Regions from separate parts of the Oryzias latipes genome. Here region 2 is linked to region 1. A link is a contact called in public Hi-C data. All regions are on one chromosome and are shown on one strand. Each heading gives the region's core, a stretch centred on a gene start, on an enhancer-like site or on the middle of the called end of the contact. The rest is flanking DNA. Distances are from core to core; before and after follow the strand shown.

What was found. Hi-C and Micro-C count contacts between places; a contact is called where the count stands out from the background.
Region 2: a Hi-C map of embryo shows a contact between it and region 1, with 1.8 times the contacts expected there. The contact joins the promoter of adgra2 here to the promoter of LOC101173792 in region 1. A contact is called at or near these places in 2 of 5 Hi-C or Micro-C datasets (embryo and fibroblasts).

Annotation. Positions count from the first base shown.
Region 1 is chr9:17,138,479-17,144,854 of ASM223467v1, forward strand. LOC101173792 (AP2-associated protein kinase 1) reads right to left here and starts at 3,356. Exons shown (of 20, transcript XM_023958561.1): 1 at 3,197-3,356; 2 at 2,415-2,604; 3 at 94-212. The coding sequence starts at 2,577.
Region 2 is chr9:17,278,679-17,284,312 of ASM223467v1, forward strand. It overlaps adgra2 (adhesion G protein-coupled receptor A2), which reads right to left and starts at 3,488. Exons shown (of 20, transcript XM_011479347.3): 1 at 3,268-3,488; 2 at 2,517-2,880. The coding sequence starts at 2,794.

The DNA of each region.
Region 1 (6,376 bases), core at 2,106-4,605:
TATCAACCCATGAATTCTAGACACTGCACAAACACAAGAGATCACGTTTTCACAAGAGTGTTCTGCAATCTGCAGTTATGAGTTCCTACTCACCATAATCTGTATCTCTAGTTTGCAGATCTGCAGGTCATGCTCATTGTTTACATACATTCTTTTTAGTGCACAGCGATGACCCTGATGGGTTCGCACCAGAAACACTATGGCAAAACCGCCTGCAAAAAACAGGAAGCATGAAAAAGGATCTTAGTGTTGAAAGTTAGAAGCTGGGAAAATAACTGAACCAATTAAGAAATGGATTTTTTGTTTCCTGAAACACACAAACACTCAAAAGGTATGACAGCACATAATAAACAAAGCTACCAGCAACTTTAGCATAACCATTTGGTTTAACACAGACTCTGAATCCACAGTATTATGCAAAACAGTTCCAGCAGTCAACTGTAGACTTCAGTGACAGTTTTTCTCATCACCACCTTGCAGATAAAATAATAAACTTTCCACAGCTTACTGCAGCTTTCACTGTGGGCACTGGAAGAGGGTTTTAACTGCTGCTATCATGCTCTGTTTTTCTCCTAACAGCTTGAGTTAAGGCCACACAGCACACCGACTCATTCAGCTGGCATCACTGAGCCAAAGACACTTCCATCCCTTCTTGATTAAATCAAACTCTTTACATTTTAGAGTTTTCTTGGGCGTTCTTAACATTTTGTCCCATGTAAATTCAAGTGAATTACTATAGATCACTACATTTCTTTTTAAATGTAATTCAAATGTCTATTTATTTCCATGCACGAAAATGATTATGCAATTAAATATCAGATTTGATATTTAAAATTGAGATGAAAGTATTTGAAGAATTGACAGTGTGTGTCAATCCAAAGTTGTGTAGACCATTGGAGTGGAGACACCTGAGCCACTGCTGTCTGGTGGAGTCTAATCTGAGATGCATGTGAGAAATTAGGATTAGCAGCCTTCTTAAGCAACAGTTAGCAAAGGTCTACAATCTTAGTCCCCTTTTAGACATCTACAAATAGCCACTGCCTTCTCACGTTAATTACTGTAAGAATCAAACTGTTTTAGATGAAGTGTATATGCAAACAGAAAATTACTTTAAGTATCACGTTGAAGGGTAAAGTGAAAGCAGAAATGTCAGTCTTTAGAGTTCTTTGCATTTTATTTCAGAGCTACAGTGTTATGTGTATCTAAAGTTTACGTTTACAGCCCAAAACCTTGCTTTAGAATACAACTACTTGTATGTCCTCAAAACCTCAAGAAAATTACATTTTCTTTTATTTCAAATATTTAATGCCCACAAATGGCTCAGTTACTATTTTGGTACATACAAACATTCTACTAACAATAAAGAAAAAGTGTGTCCCTGAATCTTGAACAATAAAAAAATAAATATTGACTACTATTGTCAGTGTACTTGCAATATATACTTTTAAACCCTGGCAAAGGCACTAGATTTGAATCGCCATCAGGCGGGAAAAGGTGGAATGTCATGCAAATGGAATTCATCTCAAAATATTTACCTGTTGAGTATTGGAGTGAGCCACTGAACCTAAAATGTGGCCAAACAGACAAAGGCGGTCTATGGGACAGCACTGATAAATAAGTCAGCCTTTCATTTATTATTCAGTAACCAACCCTCTAAGTTGTAGAGGCTAGCAATACTCATTGAAAAGAGAAATGAACATGAGAAAAGTCTGACATTTCTCAGACTACAACAGTTTTTGGATCGAGTTTGGAACGAATATAGTTTCAGTCCATCTTTTATTTTAATTTAATAACCTGGACTATAAAAACAAGATCTAGGTCCTGATAAAATGTGTGATTAACATTGTGTATTTAACTTTTCCTATACATAAATGTGAGTGTCTGTAAAACCAAAAAGTAATTTCTTATGTCCTTTCATTAAATTGTCTTTGATCAGCATTTGAAACATCGAACACTCCTTCTGCAAACACAGGAAGGCATGAATCATCATGGCTTCTGTCTCCCACAGTACAGTGGAAAATGAATTCACACACAGCGCGTCCCTCCTCCCAGCCCTCGGGTGAAGTCTTTGTAATAATCACTAAATGCTGTTTGGAAGTTTGTCCAACAGGTTTTAATCGATGTAAAACCTCGCCTTGTTCTGATATTTAACTCATAACAGAGAAAGAATAATATGAAAAAAACATTAGCATCGAATGAGGTTGGGAGACAAATAAAACCTTTTGCGGCAACAAGGTGCCGTAATCTAAAAACAAAAAACATGTCGCAAAGAATAATGTTACTTGGCTTGCAAAGTGTGAACAAAAGAATGGGGTTAAGCCATGAAAATAATGTCAGTTACAAGCGTGTGAAACTTGTTTTTTTAATTATTATTGTAGTAGAGCAATAATGGAGTGACAAATGTTAAAGTTCACCTTCGGCGATTATTTCCTCCACTGTTACTTGGTATCGTCCAATGCTGAACATTCTTCCTATGAAGCTGCCGCCGCCGCCGGAACAACAAGCGCTTCCACCACCGGCTCCCGAACCAGGCCCGGAACTCGCAAGCTCCCGACGAGAATCAAAAAATTTTTTCATTTCCGCAGATTGTATCCAGAGTACAGCCTAGTTTGCAGTTTTTTTTTTTTTTTTTGAGTAGGAAAAAACAAACAAACACCTAAAGATAGCAGCAGTGAACTCCTAATCCCCCAAATACATTTGCACGAGCTCCAGGAGAGCTTCACCTCACTCAATGAAAACAACGAGCTAGCCTAACAATGCTAGCCAAAATAGCGTTACCTTAAAATATTAGAAATACTGGTTGCCAACACTCATCTGACATGATCTAGGAAAAAAATGCGGAATCAAATAAAGATAAAAATGTCGTTTTAATTTATCTAACCGATTCTAACACTTACTAAAGTTTGCTAAGCTGCAAAGCTGTTAGCTCACCTAGCTAGTAAGCTAACACCTATATGACAGCTGTCAGTTGCCAGACTGGCAAACCAGGGAGGTCCTCTGTCTCCACTGTAGGTAGTCACACATCTCCACTTAAGTTAAAGTGTTCATAAATTCATTTGGCTCTTTATCAAAATAATCATTCTTCGCTTACTAAAATTGAAAAAGAAGCTGTAAAAAAATGCCCGGTCAACTTTCGCTTAATTTAATGACAGTCGGGGCTAGCTACAGAGGAGAGGCTAGTGAGAAGAGTCCAAACCCCTTCGTTCCAGCTCTTGTGTTCGGGTCTCTCGTCATGCTGGACTTCTGATCACGTGATTGGTCAAATCAGAAGTAACTTCCGGTAGCCCGCCCAGATCCCTTCACTTTTCCTGGAATTGGTGGTGCTGTCTCACATCTAGGAGACACCTTGTGGGTACTGGATTTTCTGTGGATCCAAATGTGAAAAAATACATGTTGTCCACTTAAAAAAATAAAGTGTTGTAAAAAAAAAAATAATGCAGTATTGGATGGCTCTTACTATTTGCTGCCACCTTCAACTCCTTTTCTGTCAGCCCTGAAGAAACTCACAAGCTTTATGTGGGAGGAACGTGCTCCTTTTTGTGGCAGCAGCAGCTAGATGTCAGTAGAGAATCAGCAACAAGCAACTGATTGTTATTTAGACTCTTTTTTTTAGGGTTTCCAGTCCATATTCTCCGCACATGTTCTCGTACATTATTCCAGCATCTTAAACCCTGCAGCTATGTACTGGATTGTTTCAGGGCCCTCTTTCCCCATGATTTGGTTCAAACTGAATATTTTGGGTCATTTTTGTTTTGATCGAGATATGCTTTGTCTATTACAAAAAAATAACAAAAAAACTAAAAATTCAGGAAAAAAAATCCTATTTTTTAAATGGCATTAAGCAAGTAACAATGAAGAAAACCTTTCTGCTAGCTCATACTAAGCCTGGTGTAATGTAATGAAACAATAAATAATAAATCTTTCTTACATTTAGCACAATTGTTTGATACATTCAATGCAAACATACTGGTATGCAGTAGGAATGCAATGATTCGCTTTCCTCCCAATTTAGGGCAATGGTGTAACATACAGTTCGGTTTAAACTGAGAATTGTAGCAGCCCTAATATGTGGCATCCCTAATATCTATATACATAATCGGGATACCACCATTCTAATACGTATATAGATAGAACTTTAATTGATCCTGCAACAGGGATATTGCTTGACATTGCTTAGCATAGGTACAATATACATACAGTAAATATTAACAATCACGTAAGATTTTCCTGTAGGGGTCACTGTGTTATCACAAAAAATGTAGTCAGGCCTCTGTCCTCTTATACCTGCCAACTGACAAATTTTCAAAAGCTCTCTAGAGTGTTGTGATGGGATTTTAAATATTTAAAATTATTTAAACATTTGTATTTCTTTATTATTAAAATGAATATTTGATTCTGTTTTGTGCAAAATTGGCTAAAACCTTCGTGGTCAATTCATCTCAGAACTGACAATAATTTATAGTCCCTAGATACCTACCAATTTCAATTAAAGTAAATTTGTATACATTTTGGTAAAGTTACCCAGAAGAAAAGACCTTTCTCATTTAAGTTATAGTTAGATCCTTTCTAATGTACAGTGTTTATGTCAGTTGGTGTTTGCTTACATAATGTAGGACATTCTTTTCACCACAGCTAATTCCCTGGAATCAATGTGGCCACATTTTAAACATGTGGTGATGATTTAGCATAAAAATGGACCCATTGAGTCATTTTTGCAGCATAGTTGTTTGTGCGCTGGTGACAAATGTCATTGAAATGAGACGTTGTTTCCGCTCTCATATTCTACAATGTCACACATGTTAACCAATTCGAATGCTAAAATGAAAACATGTTTTTCCCCGTTGTGGTGTGATCTCTTGAGAACCAAACAATTCTTATGGTTCAGTGTAGGTATGATCATCTGACATGGTATGCTGTTTTTGTATACGCATCATAACAGCAGGTGGTATTACCTCATCATAAAAGATAGACCTGCCACTGTAAAAAAGAGACATATAGTTTTGGCATCAAGCTTATTTATTTAATTAACTAAAAAAAGCGCTCTTCATGCCATGCAGCTCAGGGCGCTTTACAAATTAAAACAGACAACAAAAAGAAACTGTAAAATTAAAATCAACTCGTGCTACCACAAATGTTTTGAGGAAAAAATATTTTATCAATAATATTGATGAAAAATGTAAAAAAAGTAATTTGTTCAGGATTTTTGGAATATTTTGTTGCACCTTTAAAATTCCATTTTTAAACTACTTTGCAAAAATCATAGTAACCTTTGTCTTTTGCTTACAGCCTAAGCTTATTTTATAGTCTGTTTTCATCCAGACAGCCTTTTTGAGCTTTAAATGATCTTTTATTGTATTTTGATTGTCCTTATTCTAATATCACAAATAATTTTTTATATTGTTTATCGTCCAGCTGACGCAACCAGACTTCTCATCTGACTCTTAGCTGTACTTGAACCCTGGAAAGGCAACATGAGTAAAAACCAGCATCTCTGACATTAACAATAAAAAAGCTGAACAGTATCTTAACCTTGTATTTGATAAAAAAAGCCTATAAAAGCATTATGCAATACAGCATTTCCATCTTCCATGTGGTTGATCAAAGACAACTTTTATAGATACTTCATTTGATGAAAGCAGATCAAAGTAGTCGTGCTGAAAAATCTTGTATATATCAGATACTCATAAAACAGCCAGATTTGTTCTTGATATCTAGTAGTTTATTTTTAAAAAGCAAATCTAACAGCACATCTAGAAGAGGTGCTGTCAGACTCCCTCCTGTGTGCTGGCTTTTTTTGGCTTGCAGTGCTGTTTCAGAGGCTATGATTATTAAAATTTTGGAGTATTCAAGACAGAATGTACCCACATGTGAGAGCTGGAGTGCCCATTTTTACTCATGAAGCAGAAGCACTACACATTTGGATTTCCTCTCCCCGTGAGGGAAAGCCTGTCACCACAAACATAATAAGTAAACACCATGTACTTTTTGGGGCTTTGACAATAGACAGGCCCACACTCTAATTGTTGCATCTATTAGCCAGAGGTGTGAAGATTTCCATTAAGGTGGTCCAAACTTGGGAGTTTCAATGCGTTTTTAAAGTTTCAGTCATGCGGATATATTTTTTTTAAAAGAATTCTGTTTCTCTATAATAATAATAATAAGCTTTATTACAGACTCAAGGTCCATTTGCCACAAAAATACACAAAACATATAAAAGACTTAATGATAAAAATAGAACATTCAAACAAGTATAAGAAAATGACATAAAAGGTATTAGATAAAAAACAATGTCATAGAAGTATAAAAATCAATTACATAGGAATACAAAAACAACGAGATAAGAGTATAAGAACAATAAAAAACCAGGTATCATGAA
Region 2 (5,634 bases), core at 2,238-4,737, 140 kb after region 1:
AGCAACAGGCATATGTGTTAAGGCAGGGCAAGCTGACCCCCCACCCTAAACATCTGTGCCCACTCATTTAGACCGTCACCCACTAAAGCCAAAGTCGTAAGTCTCTGACGATGATGACAACACAGGAAGAGGACAGTTTTCCCTTTGGTAAAAAACAACAACCACTAACTATGAAGCATAAGCAAGTTCACACATTAACTGCCACTGTAATTCTCTTCATTTGCCTGTTATCCATTAAAACATTCAGACAGACACAGCTGCTACCGCGCAGCTTCGCTTGTGCAACTACATCCCCATGTATTCAGGGAAATAGCCTGAACACGCAAGGCATGCATTCATCTGCCAGGTTTTATTTTCTTTTTAGATGTCAAACGAGTGTATTTCCATCTTTAAGGGACTAAAACAGCTGGACTCTTTGAGGGAAGTTGTGTTGCTACAGAAAAACCTTTCCTTGTCCTCCTCCCTCCTGCCCCAGTATTGAAGCTCTGTCAGACAGGGGCAGAGGAGTTTTCAGTCTCCGGGGGCACATCCCTCTGAACCGCCTGCCAAGCTTCTCCCCTCTCTTTTCCTTTCTGCTCATCCGTCATTCTTCGTTCTATTCTTGGTTTCTTCTCCCCTTCTTCTTCCCTGAACTTGCCTACTATCAACCCTTTTATTTATTCCTATATTTGCCCCCAAACATTTCTACTCCTTCTCCCACTCTTATCTGCCTATCTGCCCTTCCATTCCTCTTCCATAGGTCCATCTCCGTTGCAACCGTGCATAATTAGGCCTAAACACAAGCCTGTGCAGGCTCACATCTGGAAGGAGTTTAGACATGGCAGTTTCCTACCGAGACGGCTAAATATTTAGGTTGAGAGTTACTGCGTGTGGATGAACTCATGATAGGGGAGAGAAAAGGGGAGCTGGACATAAAAAAAGGGGAAAGTGGGGCAAAGATCTGGAACTTAAGGAAAAATGTACTAGTAAAGTAGTCAGGAGTTTAACAAGTGCTTATTCATAGCACAGCTAGTATAGCCAAAGGAAGAGGTGATAGTAATGGGAGGACAAGGTGCTGCTTTATGGCTGGCAGAAGCAACAAACAACCAACTAATAATTTTAATAAACAAATCTCCATTGGGATTTCCCATGAGGCTAAGAGGCCTCAGCTGGAATGTTCATAGGGGCCAGCTGTTGTGCATTACAAGGAGCAGCCGGCCCCAGAAGCTTCGGACCTGATGTCCTCCAGCCTTCGCCTGCTCAGCATGAAGAAGAACATTCCTCCAGAGGAAGAGGCGGCTAGGCCAGCCTCTCAGTCCAGGCATGGGGAAGGCTCCTGCCGCTGCACCTAGAACACTGTCTGCAGGCTCTGAGTGGCCTGAAGAATGTCAGGAATAACACAAATATCAACACAACTTCCCACATTCCACATCTGGAGCTAATGTCATGAGCAAGGCTGGGAACCGGCGCACGAAGAACTCGACGAAGCATCATGAAAATAAACTTTCCAAAGCCCAAAGTTATTGGTGTAGGTAAGGAAAGCGGCGATTGGAATTGTCTGCGCCTTGTAAAGGTTGTACAGAATGCCAAACATCTGCACAAAAACAACTCAACCAAAATTAGTATGTGCAGGAATAGAAGATTATCTTCAATCACCTAAACCACTGCCACCCAAGCCATTTTTCCCTCCATTTTTCAGCAAATGTGCTCCCCAGATGTTTATCCTGCTTTTATTAACAGGGACCTATAAATGGCCTGCTGGCTGGCTGGTTTCAGCTCTCCTGGGGTATAAATCCCTTCTCCTTTAGCTCATGTGCCAGTCGCAATAAGACACTTAAACATGGTTTTTCAGTGGGGTTTTTTCCACTGTGCCCGAGTCCAGCTCAAATTTCTCTCTGTCTTTCAGAAAAAACTAACATACTGTGAGAGAGATCAGCGTCAAACTGAACAAACACCTCCACATATGGACCAGCATCTGCCATGAATGTTGTTGTTTTCAGCCCATGACAAAGCCTTATGAAGTTTGCTTCATCCAAACATCACACATAGGTCCCTTAAAAGTATTAAAAAGTGTCAAACTCGCTAACATAAGGGCGTTGCTGTATTAAAATTGTGAGTCAGAATCAAAATTTTAAAAAACGCGTACATAATAATTCCAGCTCATTCAGGAACGTGGGAGTACAGACTTAGATTTGAGGTGACAGGGTTGTGTCAAGGAAGCAGGTCTTGGTGAGGATCCCGTATTACTAATACTTTGCAGAGTTCAGCTTTGCACTAGCTAGAGTAGTTCAAGATGTCAACTTCTGACCTAACAAGGTATATTACTGCAACAAGTCGTCAGAACAGTTAAAACTCAGAACATCTGGCTGAGGGCATCTGGTATTTCAGAGGGATCAAACTTTCTGCAGCTTACTGAGAGTGAATTTTTAATCCTGTATTTCACACACAGGATTAAAAATTCACTCTCAGTTATTTACCTTAACAAATTCTCCAAGTTTAATAGTAATGAAATGTTATTGAAAAACATGACAACTTACAGACTGACAGTGTTGCTGGGAAACAAACTAGCAGCCGGAAGTTCAAGCAGCTCCTCCTTGCTGCAGTTGACCTTTTTGCCCTCATTCTGGACGCTGTGCGGCTTGATTTTTTCATCCTTGCAGCTGCAGCCGCTGTTGCAGATTTGGCTGGGCTCGGAGGCAGACAGCAGGAGCAGCATCAGTACCAGACGCCCCGGCAACAGCAGGATGCCAACGCCGGGCGCAACCATTGTCCCTCGCCTGGGTCTCACCTCAGCTGCACCGCCGCCTCCAGTCATCCCATATCTCCACCCCGACACTCTCAGAGGGAGTAAGGAGAGCTGGTATCACGGGCTTATGGAGGACTATAAACGTTGGAAGTTGTCTGCTCAACAGAGAGCGCCAATCATGCCAGAAAAAAAGAAGAAAAAAAGTCAGCTCCGCGTAATTTCCAGAGGCTCCGTTATGTCACGGCGGCTGGAGCGCACGGCGCTCTTTGGAACAAAATGGAAAAACTTTAAGTATTGAATGCTCATTCAAAGTTCATAAAAACTACAACAGCCGTGCAGTTTCTGAAGGAAAAACAAGTCCTTAATAATTATAAGAATAGATTTATATTTCTTTGGAGTCTTTGGGGAGTGTCCATTGCTGCTAAAAGTCCATCTGGAGTAATAAGACTGAAGTTCCACTCATAATATTTACAGAACCGTTCGGATAAAGAGATAAATAATATTAATAACAAAGGAAAACGTGATTTTCTTTCTTTCTTTACCCTCAGTTGTTTCGCTGTTCCCACAAACTTTTCTTTTAGTCTTTTTCTCAGATCCGCCGGGTCCACCACAGAAGTAAAGCTTCAATTTCTATGTCAGCAAAAAAAGTGCTAGAAGTGACTGGATCTTCAGCGGCTCCTGTGTGGAGGAGTTCTCAAAAATCAAGCGGTTTTGCCCCGCTTGTCTCTGTCACGCTCAAACTCACTCACGACCCCAAGTGCGCCCAGAAAGGTCTGCGCCTGCGCTCTGCTCCCCGCGGTCCTAGCGCAGCCGGATCAAACTTTCACACGTGACCAGGAATAAATCCACCTGATGGATCACTTATTATTCTCTTTTTAATTTTTTTTTTTCTAAAATGTGATCTTAGCATAAAGTAACGGTGACTTGCTTTTTTTTATTGTAGTGACGAATGCAAACTATAAAAAAAAAGGTTTAAAAAAATACAAGCAAATGCTTCAAAAATATTGAAATCGTTTGGTAAAAACAAAATCCAAATGTTGGCATGGCCGTTTGTTCTGAAAGGTCCGACTGGAGGATTTCAATGAGCGTCTGGACAGGGAGAATTAACTTAACTTATGAATGAATGCTGAAACCCCCTTGTGTATTGTGTTGCTCAGCAGATCAAAGAACTTCATTCAATCAGCGGGAAAGAGAGGAAGCAAACACTTTTATGGATAGCCTAAGTTTAGTAAATTCTATATTGTTATTGCAGAAAGACTTTTGTTTGTACAGAGGAGTTTGATCGCTGAAGGAGCTGGCATATTGTGGGTGATAACTATGATAAGAGTTGTGATTTATTGGTGCTCCTTGAGGCTCAGTGTTACACTTCACTTTGACTGGACAGCAAGCCAGTTTTTAACGAGTCAAACAAAGTAAACATTAACAAATCAAAGTCAATCGAGTGTTTTTCTTTGCATACCATGTGTTTATACATGGATGAAATGTGGCCGCACAGATCTTCTAAATGTGCTTGCACAATCAAATGCTGCGACCTGCTCAGAGAGAGAAATAATATTCCAGCACTTAAATCTTTTCTTAGAAAAAAAAAATATTGTAAATTGCCCCCCCGATAAGTATGCTTCCTCTGGGTCACTGGTACACTTTCATCCTGCCTATATAGAAAGTTCCCCAAAATATAGTAAGAAACCACATAAATGTTGATATAATCTGTGTGAGCACAAGAGAAAGGAGACTTTGATTCCATATCTGGAGAATATTTCAGCACATGAGATGTTGAAGTATTGAAGCTTTTGAAATGGGAATTTGTGCAATTGGCTTTGACACGTATTCACTGACAAACCCAAAACTGCAGGCCCTTCAGTCATGCAAGCAGCCTGGCAATATAATAGCTCACTGTGCTGTGACCCTCACAGCAGCCCCCCGGTTTGTTATTCCTGTATTTGATACTGTACACCAGAGCGGTCTCGGAGACCCTGCATGACCATTGAAAGAAAGCACAAGCACGTCTATGGGCGCCTGCTCAGCAATGAAACAGAGGGCTGTTTATCCAAGCTGTTAAATAAGGCTTCAAGTACAACACCCCCTCCAACCCCACAAGGCCAAAATCTCTCTCATCTGGTGAGCACAGTTTCCATTTTAGATGTCACGTCCCAACTGCACATTACATCAAATTGTACATAATGGCATCCAGACAAACTTTTATGTCGTTCCAACAGTTTCTCTCCTCAGCCCCCTCACATCTTATAGCTTAGCAAGCAGTCTCTCCTTTCCCTGTCCCACATCTGGACCCCATTCCAGGTGAGGAACGGAAAGGGAGAAAAACATGAGGAAAGACGAAAGAGAGCACACACGTATCCAGGCAGAAAAGTACAGATTTCCTGCCTTTTACAATGATTTAGGTATATTAAACCAAAAATGAGATAACACGAGACGGTATGTTGTGGTTCCTCTTTGATAAAAGAAAGTTTACATTGACTTCCAAAGAAAAACTAAGGAAAAGGATTAAACCTGAATAAAAGTTTATGTAGAAAATTGAGAAAGCATTTCAGGTTAGGGCTGATATAAAAGCAAACATCAAGTTTGTCTGAGTTACAGTAAACTAAAGCAATCTTTAGGCTTGGAAGTCCTCGGGTTTTGCTGTGGAGCTCATGACACCTAGTGGTGAAATCAGTGACAACTATTGGCTCCTGTGAGTTCAAAAACCAGTGACAGAGAGGAAATTCTAAACTATTAAAGTACAAATAGTATTAATTGGCACTAACTGGGAAAAAGCTTTTCCACCATGAAGTGTGAGGCTACTTTTACAGAACAATAAGTATGAGTCATAAATGTTCCAGAAAATGTGTTTTTTTCTTAGAAAAAACAAACGAATAAGAAAATGGAAGTTTTTCTTTTGTTTGGTGATACTT